4 separate regions of the Mus musculus genome follow, and regions 2, 3 and 4 are each linked to region 1. Evidence: chromatin contacts called from public ChIA-PET, HiCAR-type and HiChIP or PLAC-seq data. All regions are on one chromosome and are shown on one strand. The core of a region is the stretch at or near the end of the contact, and the rest is flanking DNA. Distances in the headings are between cores, read along the strand shown.

Evidence for each region. ChIA-PET counts read pairs in DNA pulled down with a chosen protein or histone mark. HiCAR-type assays count read pairs that join an accessible place to other places. HiChIP or PLAC-seq counts read pairs in DNA pulled down with a chosen protein or histone mark.
Region 2: an RNA polymerase II ChIA-PET map of memory CD8 T cells shows a contact between it and region 1, with 10 read pairs. The contact joins the enhancer-like site here to the promoter of Naa30 in region 1. A contact is called at or near these places in 2 of 39 promoter capture datasets (the 3T3-L1 cell line and neural stem cells), 3 of 115 datasets of contacts at active chromatin or transcription factors (astrocytes, memory CD8 T cells and pro-B cells) and 2 of 9 other capture datasets (adipose tissue and liver).
Region 3: a HiCAR-type map of astrocytes shows a contact between it and region 1, with 4 times the contacts expected there. The contact joins the promoter of Armh4 here to the promoter of Naa30 in region 1. A contact is called at or near these places in 8 of 39 promoter capture datasets (the C10 cell line, cranial neural crest, embryonic stem cells and 5 more), 2 of 484 Hi-C or Micro-C datasets (both in embryonic stem cells) and 4 of 115 datasets of contacts at active chromatin or transcription factors (astrocytes, embryonic forebrain, large pre-B cells and 1 more).
Region 4: an H3K4me3 HiChIP or PLAC-seq map of bone marrow-derived macrophages shows a contact between it and region 1, with 2.7 times the contacts expected there. The contact joins the enhancer-like site here to the promoter of Naa30 in region 1. A contact is called at or near these places in 13 of 39 promoter capture datasets (the 3T3-L1 cell line, the C10 cell line, the HPC-7 cell line and 7 more), 3 of 115 datasets of contacts at active chromatin or transcription factors (bone marrow-derived macrophages, large pre-B cells and pro-B cells) and 2 of 9 other capture datasets (adipose tissue and liver).

What each region holds. Positions count from the first base shown.
Region 1 is chr14:49,170,612-49,173,532 of GRCm38.p6, reverse strand. Naa30 (N(alpha)-acetyltransferase 30, NatC catalytic subunit) reads right to left here and starts at 1,287. Exons shown (of 5, transcript NM_027492.2): 1 at 1,156-1,287; 2 at 140-917. The coding sequence starts at 916.
Region 2 is chr14:48,375,004-48,378,029 of GRCm38.p6, reverse strand. No RefSeq gene overlaps it. Among named protein-coding and RNA genes, the nearest start is that of Tmem260, 70 kb to the left of the region's middle. Within about 2 kb of position 1,724, at least 18 of the 459 cell types and tissues checked have an H3K27ac peak or open chromatin away from gene starts, as enhancers often do. A contact at or near this core is called in memory CD8 T cells, where this site is marked.
Region 3 is chr14:49,781,878-49,784,782 of GRCm38.p6, reverse strand. It overlaps Armh4 (armadillo-like helical domain containing 4), which reads left to right and starts at 1,400. Exons shown (of 8, transcript NM_026142.5): 1 at 1,400-1,515. The coding sequence starts at 1,507.
Region 4 is chr14:48,466,471-48,469,372 of GRCm38.p6, reverse strand. The region is part of intron 3 of Tmem260 (transmembrane protein 260); the gene reads right to left. Among named protein-coding and RNA genes, the nearest start is that of Tmem260, 22 kb to the right of the region's middle. Within about 2 kb of position 1,557, at least 3 of the 459 cell types and tissues checked have an H3K27ac peak or open chromatin away from gene starts, as enhancers often do. A contact at or near this core is called in bone marrow-derived macrophages, where this site is marked.

The DNA of each region.
Region 1 (2,921 bases), core at 38-2,537:
GCACCTTCGCGCCTCCCATCTGTAAGGTACTATGAAAATGAAGGATACATCCACGGCCACACTCCGGGCCCTCACACTCCCTGCCCCGAGTGGCCTGGATCTCTGCTGGGCTCACCCTGTTTTCATTCCATCCACTTACCAAGAAACACAGCTGTGGCCAGTTGTGGATAAAATATCTATACGTATAAATGGAGTAGGGTTCAGACAGATCTTTGGTGATCAGTCTCATGATATCAGGCATTTGGAGCTCAGATTCATATCGGACGTATCGTATCGTCCGATCCTCCCCGGGCTCGGCCTCCCTGCCCTGGGAGCTCCTTAAACTGCAGCCGGTGGTCAGAGACGAAGACAGCAGCCGCACCTGCTCGTCCATCTCCTCCTCCTCCTGCTGCTCGGTGCCCTCCACCAGTCCATTTCGGGCCGCAGCGGGGTCGCTCGCCGCCCCCGCCGCCGCCGCCGCTGCCTCTGACCGGCCGGGGAGTGCAGTTCTTGCATTGTTGGGGACCGAGTGGGGAGGTCTCTCCCCCGGGTGTCCCTCGGCTCCTTTTGTGGCAGTCACTTTGGAGGCCCCGTCGGGGGCGGCCGCCTCCGCTGCACTCAGAACCTTACTCTTGAGGGTCGCCGCGGCCCGGAGGTGTCGCAGTTCTGGGCCGATCAAGCCGTTGAGCTGCTGCTGCTGCTGCTCCGGAGGCAGCTGCGGGCAGCGAAGGCAAGAACGCGCCTTGGCCGAGGTCGCCGCCTCGCCGCCCGCTGGGCTCCCGCAGCCGCCTTCGTGCTCCTCGTCGTCCTCCTCGTCCTCGCTGCAGCAAGCGAGCGCGGCCCCCGCCGGGAACGGGCAGCGGAGCTCCGCCGCCGCTGGGGCCGCAGGCGCTGGTGGTGGGAGGAGGCTGCTAGGCCCAGGCGGTACCTCCGCCATCCTAGAAGCGACACAGCCGAGAGAGGAGGCCATGAGAGGCGGCCGACCGGCGCCAGGCAGCGCGGACTGGCGGGCCGGGGGCGGCCGAGGCGGGGGGAACAAAGGCAGAAACCGTCCCTCACCGAGTGTCCCCAACGCCGCGCCGCCCCCACGCCGCCGCGCCGGCCACCGTCCCTGGCCGCCCGAGCCCCGCCGCCGGCCGTGTCACCGCCTCCCACCCGCCCCTCCTCGCGGCTCACCCCGCGCCGCTCCCCGCCGCCGTTTCCGCCGCTCCTCTCCCTCAGCCACCGCCGCGCCGCAGTCGCCTTCACCGCCGCGGCCGCTCCGCCGCCACCACCGCCACCGCTGTCGCCGCCGCTGCCGAGCCTCTCACCCGGCCGCCGCCGCCGCCGTAAAGCGCCTCGCCTGTTACCCCGGGTAAAGTTTCCTGGGCCAAGCTTTACGACACTTCCCTGCCTGCCGGCTGCCGGGCCAGAAAAGGGGGCGTGGAGGGAGGTGACCTGTGCAGGGGCGGGGCCCGAGGTGTCTCCGGAGGGCTTCCGGGAGGCCGCGTGCCGGGGGTGGGGCTCTAGCCTGGGGTTCCAGAGGTTCCTGCGGAACTCGCCCCGCAGCCTCCCCGGGTGGGCAGGGCTAGGTGCCCTGGGAGCTGCTGGCTGTTGACATCCAACCTCTAGTGCCTTTATGCAGCTGTACTGTTACAACTTTTGCTCTGACCTGGCGCGTGGGGCAGGGAGCGCCGGCTACAAAGGCAGCAAATCCCGGCCTGGACCGCGAATTAGAGGGAATTTAAAACATTGAGCTGTGAAGATAGCATTTTGCAATTTAAAAAAAAGAAGAAGAAGAACCTTTACCTACCCCGTTGGGACAAAAGAATGGCTAGTAGTCTTGTTGCCCCATTCCTCCACCCCAAAGATTGAAGGCATAAATGTGACAAACAGGTGCCGGACAACGAAAGGCAACAACTGGGGGAAGCGACAGAGATGGTGGCGGCTAACAAGCGTACTCCTGATTTGTGGTTGTAATTGTGTTAGGTTGGGAAGCACCTGGTAAGAGTTCACGGGATCCTCCCATGTGATATGCTAAGCAGGTGTAAAAACTTTGAGCGTGTGGGTTACCTCTGCTCTAATCCACAGCTGGTAGTTTTCTGCATATCTGATCTGAGAGTTGAGTAACTCACACGCATACTAATCAAGTTACTTATTAACTTGTAGGAGCTGAAGAGATGAGTCAGCAGTAAGGAACACTAGGGTTAGATTCCCAGCACCCAAATGGCAGTTCACAACTGTCTGTAATCCCAGGTCAAAGGGAGGCTACAGCCTTTTCTGGCCTCCAAGGGCATCAGGAATGTGCACAGATACGCCTACATACAGGCAAACACCCATAACAAGTTTAAAAAGAATAAAATGTGTTAGATAGCTTTTTTATTTATTTCAACTGATTTATAGAGCTAGTCAGGTATGCCCAAGATTCATGTTTTCAGAGATAGGCTTTTATGACAGGTGTTTGCAACTTTGTGCCATAATCTAAACTGAAAAAAAAAAAAAGTGAGCTGCAGTAGTCAGCACATGTCTGGAATCCAAGTACTCAGAAGGCAAAAGTAAAAAGCTATGGAATTCAAAGGAAGCCTGGGCTGCATAGCAAAACTGTTTCTAAAAATAAATACTAAGTAAAAATAAAAATAAATTTCAAGTGAGATTAACCTGCACTGTGGCATGGTTTGAGACACGAGGGTGACAATCCTTTTCACTAAGACTATTAAAGGACACCACCAGCTCAAACAGAGAGACTCAGCCTCTAAAGATGATAAAATGTGTAAGTATCTACCAAGTATTGTACAAAGTGCCCTCTATACACTACGACTTTTATGAGTTCGTGTCTTACAAAAGTACATTCCTGTATAAACAGGCATGAAAACACATATATATTTCAGTTTTCTCAGTAATATGGAAGAAATAATTAAGTAGCTATAAATTTGAGAATGACTAAATAAGCTACTTTGCTTTTT
Region 2 (3,026 bases), core at 475-2,974, 800 kb after region 1:
ATGCAGTTTTTTATCACAATTGCTCTGTAGTAAAGTTTGTCACATGTTAGGATAGGGATGCCTGCTTGTTTCCTAGTCCTGTTTGCTAGCAACACTTTTTTTTTTCTGTCTTGTCACTGAGTGTCTAACCTTCAAGTGAGATGTGTTTCTTGAGGACAGAAAAAGGTGGTTGTTGTGTCCTGATCCCATCAGTTAGCCAATGGCTTTTGATTTTGGAGTCAAGGCCATTACTCTTTAGTTACCATTAAAGGTGTGTGTCTCTTGCTGTCCTTCTGTTGCATTTATGGTGGTAGTTTTCTTAGTCCTGTTTTGCATCCAGTCACAGTATTATTTCCTTCTTCCTGTAGCTTTTGGATATACTTATCTTCCTTTTCAGTACAGAAGATTCCTTCCAGTGTTCTCTGGTGGGGCTGGTTTACTTCATGAATTACTTTAGGCTGTTTTTTTTTTTTTATCATAGAAACATTTTCTTACTCATTCAATTAGGGAAGATAGTTTTACCAAGTAGACTAGTCAGTGTTGGTGCCTGTGGTCTTTTAGGAGTTTGCTTTTCAAGCTGCTTAAAGACATTGAGAAGTCAGCTGTTTCTCTCATGGGGTGGTGGCATAGATGATCAGAGTAGACAGGTCTTACCACTGGCCATCATATGTGTAGCTGCTACCATCCAAGGACAAGAAGCATCAAATGGCCTGGCATGGCACAGGCATGATGTGGCCTGGGCTGGGCTGGGCACGGCACGGCCAACAATTTGCTCAGGCAAAGTGCTATAGCAGGCAGTGAGGCGTGTGTGTGTGTGTGTGTGTGTGTGTGTGTGTGTGTGTGTGTGTGTGTGTGTGTGTGTGTGTGTATGTATTATGTATCTGCTTGGGCAAGGTGCAGGGCAGGTGGGGTGGCTGAGTGTGATGTGGCCAAAGGGATCTTACCATAGTGGATTGACTGTGCTACCACCAAGGCTCTAGGCAGGCAGGACAGTGAAACTTCTTCCCCTGTCTCCTCCCAATATTAGGATGGAACCCAGGGCTTCAAGTATGCAAACCAAGCACTCTCCGCTGCGTTGTAGCCCCAGCCCTTTCCTTGTTAAATTATTATCCTAAACTGAGCAGGCATGCACACTAACATGCTCTCCCCAAGTAAAACCCCCGATCTCTCTCTCTTTCACTGCTCTTTATTGTCTTAGCCCTGCTGTCTGGGCTTTGCACTCACCTAATGCTGACCCATGTTTCTGGGTTACATCAGAACAATAAAAAGTCATGACATTGCATCAGGGGAGTGAAAATAAATCCCAGTGCCCAGTCCTGACCATGTAAGTCTATGCAATGGAGGGTGTTAATGGATCTTTTTTCTTTTTAAATCTGTTAGACTCTCCTGGCTCCTGTTTGTATTTCTCTCTTTAGGATTTCCATGCAGTACATAGGCAGCAGGGTACTGTGTTCATTCTACCCTGATGTCAGAGTTTGATGCCCTGAGTCTGCATAGTGTGACATGTTTCACCTACTGCTGTCTGTTGCTATACTTCCGTCTAGCTAGTAGCCCAGAAGTGTCCTTAGCTCATTTTATGAGTGTGCTGCCTGGTGCCTGAAGTTTAAAAAAACAAGAAAAGATGTTGTCAGTCAGATCCTCTTCAACCTGCAGCTCCAACCTGACGGAGGCTCTGGGACCAGAGCCTGTGTTGGGGGAAGGGAAGAACCCGAAAGACAGAGAAAAAAAAGATCTCTCTATGCCGAGGCAAGGAAACTGAACGTCACAGAGGGGTGTGCCTCAAGGCAGTCTGTAAATCCACTTCCTTTGTCATAACAAGAACAAATCCCACCTTTGAAGTGTTTCTTTCTTGTTACAAGGGGGTGTCTTTTGTTTAATCCATTTTAGCCCTTAATACCTGACCTGGATCAATCCTGTTGGTTAGATTACACAACGTTCACAGCAATTTTAAACTGGTCTGGAGGCAGAGAGCAGGTCAGGTTCTGCATATTGGGCAGCAAACCTGAAGAATAATCAACACTCCTGTCGACAGCCTTTCCTCTGGGAAGCCATCTGTTCGTGTCGCCTCACTGTGTAGTCAGAGCTTGCACTGTTACCCAGATCCTGGTGACTGTCGCTGGAGTGATATTTGGGATCTTTTCACGACTGACTCCTGCTTACATGTTCACAGTGGGGAGAGAGGCTGGTGCTCATCAATAATTCACAGAGTCTTCAAGTAGCAATCAAGGGCCGGGCTGAGCGCTGGAAAGGCAATGCCCCTAGATTGGGTTCCTATCATCACCCATGTAAAAACCCTGGTATGGTGATGCCCACTTGTATAGCATCTCCGTGCTTGGAGATGGAGACAGCTGGATGCCCCATAGCTCACTTGCCAGACAGTATAGCCGAAATGCTGTGCCCCAAAGTTCACCGAGAGACCAATACAGGGCAATTGAGCTAGCTATGCCGACACAGTGAAGTGAAACGGACACTTTGTTTCCCAGAGTAAAGGTGGACAACAGAGATGCTGATTATTCTTAGGATTTATTACCCAATATTGACACCTAGAGTCAGTCTCTGACCTCTACCAGCACAGGCACATACTTTGACACATAATCATGTAAACATACACACACACACACACACACACACACACACACATACATACTACCCACATACATACAGGCACAAATACACACACAGAGAGAGAGAGAGAGAGAGAGAGAGAGAGAGAGAGAGAGAGAGAGAGAGAGAGAGAGAGAGAGAGAGAGAGAGAGAGAGAGGCACATCAAGAACCACTTCCTTGCCAGGCGTGGTGGCTCACACCTTTAATCCCAGCACCCGGGAGGCAGAGGCAGGCAGAGTTTGAGTTCAAGGCCAGCCTGGTCTACAGAGTGAATTCCTGGACAGCCAGGGCTACATAGAGAAACCCTGTCTCAAAAAACAAAAAACAAAAAACAAAAAAAAACCAAAATAAACAAACAAACAAAAAACCACTTCCGTTTCCAGGCTCCTCATTATCTGAAGGTGTAGATGTGCATTTTTTTCCAGCAGTAGGGGACACTTAG
Region 3 (2,905 bases), core at 151-2,650, 610 kb before region 1:
ACTCTGCATTTCTGACTTTGGAGTGTCATGGCAAGAGACATAAACAGAGATAAGAGGATGTCAAAGAAGTTTTGATTAGATAAAGTTTGTGGATGGGTCAGGTTGTGGATGTGAGAGGAATGAGAATAGCATCCTCTTGCCATCTCTTATACATAGCTTGGAACTCTGGACTCAATATTTAGCATTAGGGTTGTTTTCCTTAGTTCTCTTAATTACCAGAATTTGGGCTTAGTTGATCCATTTTTTTGTGTGTGTGCTGGCTCGGACCTTACCATACGTATTATAGAACATTTTATAATGAAAAGACATGACCTGATTTTCAAACCATTGACTTTAAAAGAAACTTCTGAAATATCACTTAGTTGGGTGTGGTTAATCTGGCAGGAGACCTGGTCACCATACAATGGATTATGTATTGAGCTGAACACATGTATAGAGTATAGATTTCATCCATCAATTAAATTTAATCATATTCCATTCAAAAATCACTTGCTGGCTTCCATTCAAATATACCAAACTGTTGTAAAGGGGAGTTGGAAGAGTAAGATGATGGTGCATACGTCAAAGATAAGCGTGCGTTTGTGCATGCTCTCTCTCTCTGTGTCTCTGTCTCTGTCTCTCTGTCTCTCTCTCTCCTTAAAAGGTCATCATGAAGAAAGGCTATCCTATGAACCAGAACCGAGGGGGGAGTGCTGTGTGACCTGTTCTAAACCTCACTTCTTTCCCTTCACAATTAGGAGAATGAAAGGGAAACTGAGTCCCTGACAGGCTCAAAGATAACAGGCAAGGGCAACCCTGCCTTAGGTCATTGCACCAACTGTAGTCCTGAACCTTCAACATTCAAGGGATCATTCTAATTTTCAGAGCTTTTGTGCAGCTCTTATGCAGTAATTTATATGGCACCTTGCTTTGTGTCAGAAGGAGCAAAGAATCCCGGACTCCTATTAACTCTTATTTTCTACTTGATAGTTAGCACATGTGATTGAATGACAGGAACAGTTCTTGCAGAGTTCCTCTGATTAGTAGCTCCACCAAGATGCCCACTCTTCCCACAGGGACCACTCTGCATCTGAGGACTGAGTGCCGCTTGTTTACAAGACACCAGAGAAATTCCTGCTCTGGTTGGACCAGTGATCTGGTGTCCTCTCTGAAAGTGTAGCGAGAGCTGCAGCAGAAGCCAAGGATGTGAAGAGGGACAGTTGGGGGCAGGGTCTCTTGAAGGGCCCCGGGCTCGGGTGTCCTACTCTAATCCAGCCCTGTGCGTTAGCGGAGTCCACAAAACTGTAGGGGCGTGGTGACTGAGCTCGTCATTGCAAGAGAGGCGGGCGTACCTATCTGCTGGCCAATCCCTAGCCTTAGCTGCAGTCTTATGAATAAACAACAAAGCCAAGCGCCCTCCCTCTAGCATCCCAGACAGCCAAGGGAGTGTAGGCGGCCTCTACGTGAGTCGTGGCAGGGATGGCTGGCACTGGCGCTGCCACTTTCCTTCGCGCTCAGCTGTGCTGAATGCTCCAGGTGAGGACAAGCCCGGCTTCTGCAGACCTGGCGAGAGGCAGGGGTGGGGCGGGATTCCAAGGCTGCGCGGGCTTGCTCTGTGAGTGGGGCAGCCCTAGGGTGGAGCTCCCTGCACCCTCCCGGAACACAGTACCCAGGCTCTGACTGAGCAGGGACAGCTCCGTGAGCCCTGGAGGAATCTTGCAGGCCGGGGAAAGGCTTTCAGCACTACTTGGTCCAACCCAGCCTTGCTGCTCAGCACCTGGGAGCAACCTTTGTACAGGAAGAGCTTCCTGGCTGACTGCTTTTGTGTGGACTTGCTCCTTTTGCTCCCCTCCCCTTACAGTTCAACCTTGTGGAAGATAAGTTCCTCAAGACCGTGGTTCATTTTCAAAGCTTGGGTCCCAGTGTTCCTGTACCACTAAGAGCTAGCAATGGAGGAGCGAATGCGCACTGCTGTGGCCTCCCCAAAGGGTCCTGCTACTTTACAGAAAACAAAAACAAAAATAGTTGAATGTTTGATGCAGGAATGTCAGGGAGCCTTCTTGCTCTCCTGGGTACCCCAGGACAAATGAAGGACACTCCCTGGGAACTTAACCTAATTAGAAAAAAAAAAAAACGAACTAGGGGTCAAGCTGGGAGAAAACTCTGCAGCGCTTGGCACTCAAGCAAGGCACAGAGCACAGTTTTGAGGCACTGAGACCTAGCATGTGTGTCCTGGTCACTGACAGAGGCCGGCCAATATAGATTCTAATCTTGTGGAAACTAGAACCCTGGCTAAACTAGGGAGCAGCCAAAGAATTCAGGGCTCTCCAAGATGAGACATTCTTTCCTCTCCTTAGAACGAAAACTTGGGTACCAAATTAAAGTGCAGCTCTCTTGTGGAATATAGCAAAGAAGGCTTCTTCAAGTGTCTGCAATGTTTTTTTCTTTGCAAGTTTTCCTTTGAAACCTAAGAGGATTTCAGAGAAGATTAGAAAACCACCCACAGAGTTCTGAAAGAGCTCTTCACTGAGGACCAATACGTGGTCAGAAATTGCATGCCTCCCCCTTCTTTTTGTGTTTTTATTGATGTGAAGTCTATTAAGCCCCTGTGTGTCTCCTTCAGCTAAGCATCTTCTGAGCAGGCAGCTGAAGTCAGCAAATCCTTAGCATCATTCACTAAGAGTCGGAGTCCAGAGGGAGGCTTTGCAGGGTCAGAATGCTGCTCCTATTGTTCAGGGTTATAAAGCCAGCCTGGTTTGCTCTTATGGATACAGTAGCATTTGTGACATCGGCTGGACTAATGAACTACACACTTATGCAGCTGCCTTAATATTGATTGCAAAACTCCCCAAGGCTCACCAAGTCTAAGGTAGCTACAGCAACAGAGCCAATTAGGGCAATGTAGATTTGCCTTTGTCTTCTTGGG
Region 4 (2,902 bases), core at 308-2,807, 700 kb after region 1:
ATGAAATGAATTATTCTGGATTAGTGGAAAATTGTATTTTGATTAAATGGGTACCTTCTGGAATGAGGAATGAACTAGAATAAAGTTTTAATAGTTATTAGAATTGTGTTTCACATTACAGTAAAACAACATACTACTGCGTAAGGCTAAACTATATTCAAAACCTCTGTTCACAGGTTTAAATATACTTTTTCTGGAAGAAAAGTTTGTCAAAGTTTAAAACCACCAGATGGACAATTAAGTAGAATCAAAGAGACTGATATTACTGATGTTAATAAATTCCCAGGAAGAAAGCCCAAGATCCCCTAATGTGCAATGGTTTTATATCTGTATTGTTAGGCTCAAGATACCAGACATATCTGAACTGATTATGCCAGACATTAGAACTAGGAACTCTTGCTATTTGCTCTTTCAGATACTTCACAGGATTGAATTATTGAGCAAAACAAGGTAACATTATTGGCGTCACTAAGAAAATCTATCTAGTCACTCACTGATGCTTAGGGATGGCTTTTCCTGAACACTGACCTCATGCCAGCAAAATCTGAATGCTCCAACCTCAGATCAGGATGGTTTGCAACAAACTGTATCCTCCTGCACTAAACTGTTCTCAGCGCCAGAGAAATACGATATGAAACTGTTGAGTAAAGTTATAGATGAAAAAGGAAGTACGTTCTATAGAAACAGTGACAGAAGTCAAATGTATAACCTTCATCTTTAGCATCTGAGAAGCTTGCTCCGAGTTTAAGCTAACAGATCTGGGGCTGTAACTCTAAAGCTGAGGACAGAAGGCAATGGGCCGTTTAATTGTTTCTCAGCAACAGAGCGGGAGAGGCTGGGTTTTTCCATTCCAACGAGCACCTATAGTCCAATTCTGTTGTTCCCAGACAGGGTTTCTCTACATAGTCCTGGCTGTCCTGGAACTCACTCTGGAGACCAGGCTGGCCTCGAACTCATAGATCTGCATACCTCTGCTTCCCCAGGGCTGGGATTAAAGGATGCGCCATGCTGCCCAGCATTCTCATCTGAATTTGTAATTCAACCCAGTCTAGTATGTGTCGAGTAATTGGCATCCTAAAGACACCATGCATCTTTCTTCTGTCTGTCTGTCATTTGCATACTTCTGCCCTCTCTGCCACTTCATTGGCCCTGTCCCAATTCTAAAAAATTCTTGGGTCACTTGCTCTTTTAAATCAAACTGTAGAGTTCTTCTCAGCATCTTTTGTGGTTTTAGACACGGTCTTATTATGTAGCTTTGGCTCGACTGAAACTTTCTGTGTACACTGGGCCAACCTTGAACTCACAGAGATACGCTTGCCTCTGCCTTCCAAGTACTGAAATTAAAGGTGATTAAATCTTACCTAACCTTGACTCTTTAAAAATATATTTCTTTTCTATTAAACATAGCCAGTCAAATGGTTGCAACCAAGAATGCCCACAAGACACAATTCTCCTTTATTACAATTGCCATTTTTTCCCCAGTCCAACTATAAGAAAACTGTCTAGATAGTGGAGAAGAGGAAGTCCATATCTATGTGGAGGAAGTTGTGCGGGGTTCTTTTTTCTTTTTGAGACAGGTTCTCATGTAGCTCAGGCTGGCCTTTGAATCTGTGATCTGTCCCAGATTCCCAAACTCTGGAATTATGTGTATAACCACACCTGGCTTTTAAGGTCTCTTTAATGATCTCTGTACATATTCCACCATAGGCTTTGCCAGGCATGATGGAACAGAGCTATGATCTCATCACTCAGGAGGTGGAGACAGGAGAGTCATGACTCAAGAAGCCAGAGTTAGTTCCCGGCAAGCATGACCTGCACAGGACCATGTCTTTAAAAACCCCAAAGGATGAAAGGGTAGAATGCTGAACATTTTGGAGGACTTTTAATTTTATTTTTCATAAAATAATCTATATAGGCTGAATCTATATGCTTCTTTGATTTCAACATTTTATGAATCAAATTCCAAATTTCCCCTAAAAATGCCTATTTTTTTCTCATTTTTTTTTGATGGCTTTGAACTAAGAGATCTGCCTGCCTCTGCCTCCTGAGAGCTAGAATTAAAAATGTTCACCAACAATGCAAGACTCTAATGCATGTATTGCAACATTGTTTTCATGCTAAGATTCAAGATCAGTATTACTGACGGCATAATTTTACAACATGCATGAAATGGTAGATTAAGAAAAGGGGGTAATTTGACATACCTCCTGTGAGAAAGGCTAGCACTCAGGAGTGATACATACAAGACTGACCACACACACACACACACACACACACACACACACACACACACACACACACACACACAAACACACACACACGCTCTCACATATGCATATACACACATGCACACTCACAGACACACACATTCATAGACACACACACACACACACACACGCATACACACACTCATGCACACAATGTGCTAGAGCTTGATCCAAGGGCCTGCTGCTTGCTAGACAAGTGCCCCACTGCTAAGCTACATGCCCAGCTGAACACAAGGCTTTGTAGACAGTGACGGAGGTGGAAGTGCAGCTGAGGTTGGAGACTGCAGGACCATAGCTATGGAGTAGCAGCAGTGGACCAAGCCTCTAGAGGAAGGGCAGGAGGACAAGGCCACAGTTCAGGTGGGAAAGGGAAGGGGATGGAAACTGGACTGGCTACACAGGATGTAAAGGCAGTCACGAAAGGTTGAGCTCACTGTGGGTCATGAGAAACAGCCAAATGAAATGTAAAGTGTGCTAGGAATCACGTTGGAAAACAAAGTTTACTTAGAGGCTGGAGTGGGCCAGTTACTAACACTGGGACTCTTGCTGAGGCATCTCACCGTAGCAAAGAGTAAAGAGGCAATCCTCAGCTTTCTAAGGTTTTTTATAAAAGTTAAACTTTGTCCTGAAAGCCA